Regions from separate parts of the Mus musculus genome. Here all the other regions are linked to region 3. A link is a contact called in public ChIA-PET and HiChIP or PLAC-seq data. All regions are on one chromosome and are shown on one strand. The core of a region is the stretch at or near the end of the contact, and the rest is flanking DNA. Distances in the headings are between cores, read along the strand shown.

Evidence for each region. ChIA-PET counts read pairs in DNA pulled down with a chosen protein or histone mark. HiChIP or PLAC-seq counts read pairs in DNA pulled down with a chosen protein or histone mark.
Region 1: an H3K4me3 HiChIP or PLAC-seq map of embryonic stem cells shows a contact between it and region 3, with 14 read pairs. The contact joins the promoter of Osbpl10 here to the promoter of Stt3b in region 3. A contact is called at or near these places in 1 of 39 promoter capture datasets (the 3T3-L1 cell line), 4 of 484 Hi-C or Micro-C datasets (the N1E-115 cell line and embryonic stem cells) and 6 of 115 datasets of contacts at active chromatin or transcription factors (embryonic forebrain, embryonic hindbrain, embryonic stem cells and 2 more).
Region 2: a contact with region 3 is called in an RNA polymerase II ChIA-PET map of memory CD8 T cells, with 207 read pairs. The contact joins the enhancer-like site here to the promoter of Stt3b in region 3. A contact is called at or near these places in 7 of 39 promoter capture datasets (the C10 cell line, the HPC-7 cell line, frontonasal cranial neural crest and 3 more), 1 of 15 datasets of contacts at CTCF or cohesin (CD8 T cells), 33 of 484 Hi-C or Micro-C datasets (B cells, the C10 cell line, CD4 T cells and 19 more), 26 of 115 datasets of contacts at active chromatin or transcription factors (DN3 thymocytes, T-cell acute lymphoblastic leukemia, VIP interneurons and 20 more) and 3 of 9 other capture datasets (adipose tissue, embryonic stem cells and liver).

What each region holds. Positions count from the first base shown.
Region 1 is chr9:114,977,153-114,980,559 of GRCm38.p6, reverse strand. It overlaps Osbpl10 (oxysterol binding protein-like 10), which reads right to left and starts at 2,075. Exons shown (of 12, transcript NM_148958.3): 1 at 1,596-2,075. The coding sequence starts at 1,882.
Region 2 is chr9:115,609,456-115,613,056 of GRCm38.p6, reverse strand. No RefSeq gene overlaps it. Among named protein-coding and RNA genes, the nearest start is that of Gm39448, 48 kb to the left of the region's middle. Within about 2 kb of position 1,311, at least 75 of the 459 cell types and tissues checked have an H3K27ac peak or open chromatin away from gene starts, as enhancers often do. A contact at or near this core is called in B cells, CD8 T cells, the CH12 cell line and 16 more, where this site is marked.
Region 3 is chr9:115,308,944-115,312,068 of GRCm38.p6, reverse strand. It overlaps Stt3b (STT3, subunit of the oligosaccharyltransferase complex, homolog B (S. cerevisiae)), which reads left to right and starts at 1,601. Exons shown (of 16, transcript NM_024222.3): 1 at 1,601-2,317. The coding sequence starts at 2,013.

The DNA.
Region 1 (3,407 bases), core at 826-3,325, 330 kb after region 3:
AAAGGGAAAAATCCTTTAATACATGTTGCAGGTAAAATACTATGGCCAGGCAAAGAAGACACCAGTTATCTAGGGCAGCCGCTCTGCTGGCCCCAGAAGCTAGAGAAGAGGCAGTGTCAAGCATGAGCACGCTTTCAAAGTGTCTCTGACAAGGTACCTCGAACTGCCATTCAGAGCCACAACTTTCAAGAAATGAAATCACCCTTAGTCATCTCCTATCTCTCCCCTCCTACAAACTCTACCTCTGTTTTCAGCTTTTAAAAAACCAGGGGTGGGGGGAGGTAAGAGCAGACACCGAAGAAGCTATTTTGAGGAAGACTCCGAAGTTAAAAGCAACTTCACTAACATAGTAACAGATCTCCAAGGAAACCCTGGGTGAGGCTCAGAGTTCTGTATCTAGAACTGCTTGGTTCCCATTACGTCCAAAGTCCTCTTCCTACAGGCACCATCGCACGTCTGTGACAGCCCATGGTTCATCTGGAAACCATCAGAGCATTTCCAAACAGCCTGCGGGAAGAGCTAAGAGGGATCTGGTCCAACCAGCAAAGATAAGCCAGACTCTAGGGTGGGATTCAAATCTCACAAGGACAAACCATTAAGGGTCCCAAATGGTGATCCAGGGATACTGAAGTTCGAGAAGACAATGCTCTCCCCAATGGTGTCTTTGCATGGATGTTTCAACTTTGGTTTGTTTCTCCAAAGACTGGCGACTGGCACACTGGCATACACATACAGACACACACACAACACACATGGGGGGATGAGGGGGGAGAAAGGGAGACAGACAGACAGAGGCCGTTGTGCCTGATCCTTAAGTCCTTCCATACAACAGAAGTCCACACCTCATCACCCCATGTATGCTGAGAACTCCACTCTCTGACATCCCGATCCTTCCAGAAGTCTGTCCATCACTAGACTTGCCAACTTCTTTTTTGGGGCAAGTTCTCCCGATGTGGCTCCGACTAGCCTGGAATTCACTATGTAGCCCAGGCTAGCCCCAAACTCAAGTCCACTGGCCTCATGTCTCTTAAGTGCCTAGCATTACAAGCATCTGCCACCACGCCCAATTCAAGGCTTGGCAACTTTGAGAGGGAAGCAAAGAAACTTCACATGCACCTGAACGGGGAATAATAACAAACTGCGCTGTTAAGCCACCCACTAGGGAAGGGATATGCACACCCTGGGAGCGGGACACTCCAAAGATGACAAGTGACAGGTTCCTTGTTGTATTTCAAACATCGTACTTTAACAGGAACTACGGAGTGGGGAGAACTGTGCTGGACAACGAGTGCCGAATGCTTTCTGCGCCCGGCACCGAGCATTCCCTCTCTGCGGGTCCCTCTCAACCCTTCTTCTTGGGTGTGAGAGACCCTCAGCAGGTAGGACACCGGAACTACCTAGGGCGCACCCGACGCCACTCCAGATTCTGCCAGCTTTCAGCACCCAAGGAAAACCAGGGTTCCTGCCTCCCTCCCGCTGCTGCGGCGCCCGCCAGGGTGCAGGAAGGACGAGGTGTCCAGGCAGTCCCCAGCCGCGGGTGGCGCCACGTTCCACACCCGGGGAGCGCGCGGGGGCGCGAGCGGCGGACTCCTTACCTGCTTTGCCAGCCCTGGAGGAGGTTGGTGTATTTGCTGAGCACGCCCTCGAGCGCCGGCTCCCTCCTTCGGCCGCCTCCTCCGGACGGGCTAGCCGCCACCGAGCCGGGACTGCTGCGGCTGCCCCCGCCGCCCAGTCCCGCGGCCCCAGAGCGGCTGGCCACCCCTCGGCCAGCCAGGGAGCAGGAGGGCGAGGAGCCCGCCGAAGTGGCGCGGCTGCTGCTCCGGCTGCTGCTATTGCTGCCCCCGCCACCGCCGCCGTCTGTGCTCTGGGCCGCCCTCTCCATGATCGCTGCGCGCCCGGGGAGCCGGTGGCCGCCGCGGTGGCAGCCCCGCCGCCGCCTCCTCCTCCTCCTCCGCCGCCGCCGCCGCCGCCGCCGCTGCCGCTACAGCTCCGGGCTCCCGGGCCGCGCGTGGCTGCTCTGATTCCCCGGGAAATGCCTGACTCATACAGGAGGAAGAAGAGGAGGAGGGAAAGAGGGCTGGGAAGGAAGCCAGCCGGGCTAGCTGCAGCTGCGGCCGCCCCTCCTCCCGCCTCGACCAGGGCCCGGCCCCGCCCTCCAGCCACTTCTCGGGCAAGTTCGGGGCTCCAGGTCCCTCCTCCTCCTCCAGCTCCTCGAACCTTGCAGTCGCTCGGAGCCCGGGCTAAGGATGCTCCTGGGGCGGGCCTGGCAGACAGAGTGGGCACGCCCTACATCGGCCCCCTTCACCCTAGCCTTTTGTTGCCCCCTCACTTGGATCCTGACCGGGGAAATCTCCGCACGCCCTTCTCCCCACCCCCAACCCACCTCGAGACCTGGAGGGAGGGACGGTCCTACCCACCCGGTACACCCGGATATGGACCCGCCCGGTCCCTGACACCAGCACGCTCCCTCTCGGTGTGTCGGCGCACAGGAGCCTGGGCCAAGCACGTACACGGTCACCTGAAAATTAGCCTCACTGAGGGAGCCTAGAAACAGGGCAGCAAGGCCCTCGGGGCTCTCCCATGGGTTTGAAAGCGGAAAGGAAGGGGCAGCAGGTGACTCTCCCAGGTGAGCAGGCTGTCAGCTGGGGCCGGTTCCACAAGTCAGAGATCGGATGGATGCACAGCGAATACCAGGCTAGGACTAGGTGCCTTCCAGTGAGCGTTCTCCTGACCTCACACGCTCACTTCACCCTGATCCCAGGGGTGATGGGCACAGACAAACAAGAGTGAGGAGTCACTGCGCTGGATACTGCACACCCGAGAGCCAGAGGGGCCCAAACCAGAGGGCAAATGAGAAGACTCACATACACACACTTCACTGTCCGCCAAGAAACTTCTTTTGCCCACCCACACGCTGGGTTCTTCTCAATCTGTCTTGCTCTTTAGCAAAGGCAGAGAGATATCGGGCTCTCTCCAGCCCACTAGTTATCGTTGTGGATATAAATATTCAATGCAATCTGGTTGTTTCTAAAATTAGAACTCTGAGAAGCTGGGACCTCTCCTTACACACACACATACACACACGATAGATGGATAGATGATAGATAGATAGATAGATAGATAGATAGATAGATAGATAGATAGATTTTTTTTTAATTGCTAGGTAGAGTCCATTCTCACAAGCACAGCCCCCAAGTCCTTTCAGCTTCACACCTGTCTGAAAGTTTTCAGAGGGTTCAGCTCTGGAGACGCCCATGCAGATGCTTCAGAGGTGATGGTAAGAGATGGCCACCACGTAAATAGGAATTCCAGGTGTCCACATATTATGAAAAAGTAAAACAGCCTTGCAAGAAGAAATACGAGAACCACACTGAAGCTGGGTGGGGGGGTCTACTCCTATAATCACA
Region 2 (3,601 bases), core at 62-2,561, 300 kb before region 3:
GATTGGTTACCTCAGAGTCGTTAGAGTATAGGAGGTTAACAGAACACAGCAAAGAACATAGAGAAGAAGCAGGAGGCAGGACGTGGCCACTACCTGCCCTGGAGGGAGAGGGAATATGGTGTAACTGGCTAATTAAGAAAGGGGAGTGAAGGTTCTTACTCTCTTGACCATAATTTCACACTGGTACTTCTGGCTGAAGTCAACCAGAAAGCTGTTGACCAGGGATGCTAGAGAATGCAGCTTCCTGCAACACAGAGAAACAAAGAAAAGGGCGTGGCCTATCTGTGTTTAGAGCAGATGCAGATGGGCAGATATGGAGATCACCAAAGCCTGCCTTTCAGTTTGAGGAAAGTGTCCACTGTGAGAATCAGTACTATTACCCATATGTGTGCTACTGTGAGCTTCTGCCCTGCCCTTGGGTCCATTTTGGATTGTCTAGGCTAAACATGTGTAAGGAAACAGTCAGATGGATTTCCTTGATGCCGTGACAAAGGCAACTAAAGAAATGAAGGGTTTATTCTGCCCCTGGTCTGAGGTGAGTGAGCTATAGAGCCAGGAGTGTGAGGCAGTGTGTCATATTGTATTGAATCGGAAGCACAGAGATGGGGACACCAGTGCTCAGCTCAGTTTTTCCTTTTAATTCAGTTCAGGGTGCCACTGTATGACATAGTGCCACCCACAGTTAAGAGTAGGCATTTATGCCTCAACTAATCCAATCCAGAAACCCCCTCATAGATAAGATGGAGGATGTCCCATGGTGATCCTAACTCCCACCCTGTTGGCAATGAGGATTAAGAACAGCGCTGCATTAAACTGGCTTAGACCAGAAGTTTTGAGTAAGGACTGAAATGAGATGACACTTGTGACTAATTAAGAAAGGCGAACACATGAGGTAGACCCAGAAAGTTCTACAAGCTCCTTCTCTCCAATGACATCCCCCATGCTGCTTACCACACAGGCCAGAAACATGGCGAGACTATGAGTTTGCTGGGCAAACTCCCATGATGCTTTGGGTCCACGAGGACATTTTTCCTAGAGGTGGGTAAATTGTTAGAAGAATTGCATCTGCCTGCTTCATACAGAGTTTTCTTCCACACCTGTCTGCTGTGCCAACCTCTAAAACCACAAGCGTGACAGCTTAGTTTAAAGAGCTTCCTCTTTTAAATGCCAGCCAATGAAGTCAATGGCGGATGTAATAACATAAAGAACAAAGCCACTATGGAAAACTTTTTGTCCCCTTGAATGTCACATGCTGGCATAAAAAGGTGCAGAGACTGACACGGGCTACTCCCTCAAGACAGCATCCAAACACAGCCTCAAGGACTGGCTGCTTAGAGATTGACCACATCCAGATTCTGCCCAGGTAAACACTGACTCCCAAGCATAAAAGGCTCTCGGAGCCTCTTTGAAGCTTTCTAGGGGCCAGTGTACCTTCTGCCTTCAACCACCTCCTGAATAGGTGTGCCTCTGCCTCTCCTCTTCTTGTAACTTGCCAGGGTTTGGCCGTGACATGGATGAATAAGGCAGTAAATGTGGGATTTGGTCTCACAGCCCAGCCTCCCTCATATTCTGCTCCTCACAGTCTTGTTTCTGTATGAAAGTTGTCAGTTCAGAGAGAGCGAGAACAAGAGGAAGAGGCTCTTCCTACCAAGATGATGTCTTCCTTCCCAGGACAGTCTGTCACAGAGTCCCTAAGGGAATGTTGGGCTAGAGGTTAGCTTCTAAGCAGAATGGTTGATACTAACCTAGAATAACTCCAATGATTGACACAGTTTTAAAAAAAGTATCACCTTTGAATGTACTTAACATTTTGCTTTTAATTGACTTGCATTTTTATTTAAATCCATTTAAGAGAAATCTTATATATATATAACAAATGCAAAATTAATATAATGTTCTAGAACTAGAAGGTAACCAGGAAAACAAAATAAGGTTATCCTGAGCCTCAGAAAGCCGAGAATCAGGGGGTGGGGGTTGGTTGCAAATAGGGAGAGGGCTGGTAAAGATTTACTGTTGCCTGGGTGATGATATTGCTCAACAGGTAAAAGTGCTTGCCTCCAAGTCTGACGACCTATTGTAGCTTGTGGTCTTTTTTTTTTTTTTTTTTGTAGCTTGTGGTCTTATCTACCCCGCTTTATGCTCCTGGGCAGGCTGCACTTCCAGCCACCCACCCAGGGAAACTTTGGATACTCGGATAAAAGACAACACATATTAGCTTATTTTTAATGTGCCTTGCTAGCTCAATGGTTGGACACTTGTTAGCCTCTTGCCTTGTACCTCAGGCCTAATCAAGGAAGCGGCCAGTGGCCACTTATCTGAGATATGACACGGTTGGTTGGCTTTCTCTCCTGAAGCTCCAACATCCCTTCTGTCTCCCTCTTGAACATGGAAAATCTCCCTCTGCTCCCTCCTCTCTCCTAGCCTTTCTGCCCAGCCATTGGCTACTGACTCTTTATTGACTGATCAAAAACCAATTGGGGACAAGGACCTTTAGTGTATAGGCACACAGATCCCCGATTAAGTCAAAGCATCCCAACATCAACCTACAACCTTTGTTCCATCCCCAGCACCCACATGGCAGAAGGGGAAGACATAAGCCCCGCAACCTATCCTCTGACCTCCATATGCTCACCATGATAGGCACCCACATGCATGTGCTCACATGTGTGCACACTTACAACTGAAGACATGTAATAGAAAGGAAATGCTGGTACGAAAATAAAATGGTTTCTCGTAAACACCTGGAAGGATTGAAGGACCAGACTGGGGAGCGGCTGGTAGAGTCTGTGTCCTGTTGCCGTTTCTGATCTCATTGTTGTAACCACAGGAAAAATCTGCTTTGGCTCACAGGAGAGAGCACGTTCCATCACAGCAACAAAGGCACCGAGGACTTCAGGATGGGGGAAGCATGCAGCAGACACTGCAGGCATCTTAAAAGGTCAAGAAATAATGCAGACAGGAAGTGGAACCAGTCTGTAAAACCTCAAGGCCCACCTCCAGAGACACACTTCCTCCACGGAGGCTTCCATTCCTAAACACTCTACAACCTTGAAACAGCAATACCAACTAGGAACCACCAAATATTCAAATGCACCCATGAGCCTGTGGGAGACATTTCTTATTCAAAAGACAAGAAGTGACTATGCCAATTCTGTCTGGGGGCAGACAAACCAGGACTAGTAGACTTTGAGATCTGTGCAAGCTAAGTGAAGCCAGGGACCAGGAAGACAGGCCAAAGACAAAAGCCATGTTATCAACATGCTAAATGAGAGTGTGGGAAGGGTGTCATGTTGTCTACTTCAATTTTGTTACTGTGATGAATATCCTTGTCAAAAGCAACTTACAGGAGGAAAGGAATTATTATACCTTACAATTCCATAGTGTGGTCCATCACTGCGGGAAAGTCACGGAGACAGGAACTCAAAGTAGCTAGCTACATGCACAGTCAAAAATAAAGAGAAACAAAACCCAAGCATGCCTAGTCCTCAGCTTGCTCTCTCTACTCTTCCCCAATCCATGACACGACACGAGAGTTCTAGGTTGTGTCAAACATACTATTAGAGATAACCATCATACATGCATTTGAGATACTAAGACCAGT
Region 3 (3,125 bases), core at 352-2,851:
ATAATTTATTGTTAATTGTTTCTACTCCCCTTCACATGGGGCCTCCCGCGATTAAACAGCCAAGAGGAAGAAGACAGAGAAACTCATCAGGGAACATCTGCAACACCAGAGACACCCAAAATGTCTAAAATGAGAGTCGTCAGATAAATTCTGTTATTTTAGATTAATAGAACATTGGCTCATGAAACATGGGCAAAAATAAACGCTGCCATTTTAATGTGCACTTTTCTGAGAAAGGCCATGTCACCTCTTTGTTCTAAGGGATTGGTTAATATTCCACTATGAATCTCATTAAAATTTACATGTTTAATAAATGTTGGATATTAAAATGGTGGTGAGGAGGTCTATTTATGGAAGCTGTTCATTTTCCCTGATGAGAGTCTATTTATTTTTATAAGGAAACCGGCAAAGTTAATCACCAGGTTGGGAGTGGCTGAGCCTATTAGTTAGGTACATTTGTTCATTTACCTAACCTTTGACAATGAGCAACGGAACATAATTTTATTTTGCAAATTTACAGGACTTAATCTTTACACACATTTTAAAGATTCTGGTGTTCCCTAACAAGATGGACAGTTGTGAATGTACACGAGAAACCAGTGAAATATTAGCCGGCCCTTGTTTCTACATTAACCTCTGTACCTGCCAAGAGGGCTTCTAACACTGCAATGACCCTCCGGATCTTTAGTTCTGACTTTTGTCCTTTTGGGGATGGGCGGAGCTAGTTGTGGAGGAAGGAGAAGGTACAAGCAAACTGCCCCAGACAAGGAAAAGTTCCTACGTTTCAGTTGGCTAGAGTGAAAATTGGGCAATAGCTAATACAGTCCAGGAAAAGTTAATTTGGTGACGGAACGTAGGCAGGTGTAAATAATGAATTCTTGCAGTCAAAAGATTGAGCTGCAAAAAAAAAAAAAAAAAAAAAAAGTCCTGGAGAACACAGCAAAAAGAATGTGACATTTATGTGTGTGTCCGCCTGGCTACATCTTACTGCAGCTCGGACGACATCTGCCCACTCCAAGTTTTCAGAGCAGCAGGGCGGGGACAGAGAATGTAGCGACCCAGCCACTCACTCTGGCACGTTCAGCACAGCGGCTGGACCCACGCGCCTAGGGCCCCGCACCGCGCCTGCGCGCCCCGTCACGTGGCGGGCGCCCCGCGCTGAGCGGGTTAAAAGTCACGGCCGCCGAGCACCCGGCCAAGCCGTGCTCTCTGTTCCTTCGGTCGACTGGGACGTGGGACCTTCTGCTGCTCGAGTCGGAATCCGCGCGGGGAAGCGAGCCGAACCTCCTGGTGCCCTTCCCCAGGGCCCCGAACGGGCTCGCGCGCGAAACCGCGTCTTTCAACTGACAATGAAATCGTAGCCACGGCCGGCGGCGAATAGGCGGGAGGCCGCGAGGCGGAGGGGGTGGAGGGCCATTCAGCCGAAGCCCCGCCCAAGGCCCCGCTCGCGCTCCTATTGGCGCACGCCGCCATTCCGGCCCCGCCCCTTAACGGACCTGTCGCTCTGTGACAGGCGGAGGGGCCAGTTCCTGTTGGGCGAGGGGGCGGAGTCAAAGGTTGCCTGAGCTCCGCCCGGACTCCAGGGGGCTCCTCCCCTTTTGTGCTCCTCGCGGCTGGGCGGGCGGGGGAATGTCATTGCCGCTCCGAGCCGCCGCTCCTCTGGCGCCCTCGTCCCGTCGGCTCTCGCCGCCACCGCCGCCTCCTCAGCCGCACGGGGGACACGGATGGCTAGTGGGGCGCAGGGGCCTTTTGGGTTGAGACCGCGACGGTCGCGGCCACTGTTGAGGCGGAGACTTCGGATCGCTGCCGCCTCCACCACCCCCAGTGTCCCGGCCTCGCGGTGCTGAGGGCGGGAGCGCGCCCAGCTCTTCCTCCGCCTCCGCCTCCTCCTCCTCCTCGTTGTCGTCGCCGTCGCCCTCCTCCTCCTCCTCTGGGTCTCCGCCCAGCACCCCTCGCTCCAGGCGGCGGCGGTGGCCGCGGAGGACGAGCGAGACCCGCCGCCGGGGCACAACATGGCGGAGCCCTCGGCCCCGGAGAGCAAGCACAAGTCGTCCCTCAACTCGTCCCCGTGGAGCGGCCTCATGGCTCTGGGGAACAGCCGCCACGGGCACCATGGGCCCGGAACCCAGAGCGCGTCCAGGGCGGCGGCGCCGAAGCCGGGGCCCCCCGCGGGGCTGTCCGGGGGCTTGTCGCAGCCGGCCGGGTGGCAGTCGTTGCTCTCCTTCACCATCCTCTTCCTGGCCTGGCTGGCCGGCTTCAGCTCGCGCCTCTTCGCCGTCATCCGCTTCGAGAGCATCATCCACGAGTTCGACCCGTGGTGAGTGTGCCCGCCCTTCCCCCGCAGGCAGCCCGCGGTCCCCGTTTGTCTGGAGCCCCTCGGATCCCACCCGGTCTCCCGCGGGCCGGGCCGGGCGCGCCCCCTGCCCGCTTGGCGAAGTTTGCCTGGGAGCGGAGCCTGGGTCCTCGGCCGCCGGGGTGGGCCGGCTCCGCGCGGCGCCTCTTCGCCGCCGCGCCCCGGCTTGCTCCGGGGGCCCCCTTCCCCACGCCCTCTCCGCCGCAGCTTTGCGCCTTGTTGCATTTTATTTCATTTCTCTCCTTCCTGCCATCGGAGCAGCCCCGGGATTGCCTTCTGGCTGCTGGTGGTGACTGGAACCCCTTGTCCGCTCAGCCTCGCAGTTTCATGCTTTCTTTCCGGGAGAGTGGAGTGTTAGAATGTAGGGGGGGAAAATATTATCCCGAAAGCGAGCGCAGTGGTAGCGCCTCGTGTTTTTCCAGCACCAGGTATTTTCCGGAGTGTCTCTTTCCCCCCTAAGGCCCTTAAGTGCTCTCAGCTCGCCACACTATTTGCACAGTTGTATTGCGTTGCTTTTTAGAGCGAGATCGTTTTTCTGTTAGCTGAACTCTCACCCTCGTTGTTGCTACAATATCCGACTGGGTTGCATGAGTTCTTTTATTGGTGTCTGCTGGAAGGTCTGTGGAGAAGAGAGCAAGCCGTACCACAGTGCTGAGAGTCTAGATTGTGGTGCCGAAGTTGCACGCTCTGCATGGCACTCACTGGTTTTAGGGACTTAACTTCGAACACTGAGTTACCTACACGGGAAGATTGCTTTTCACTTTCTTCCTCC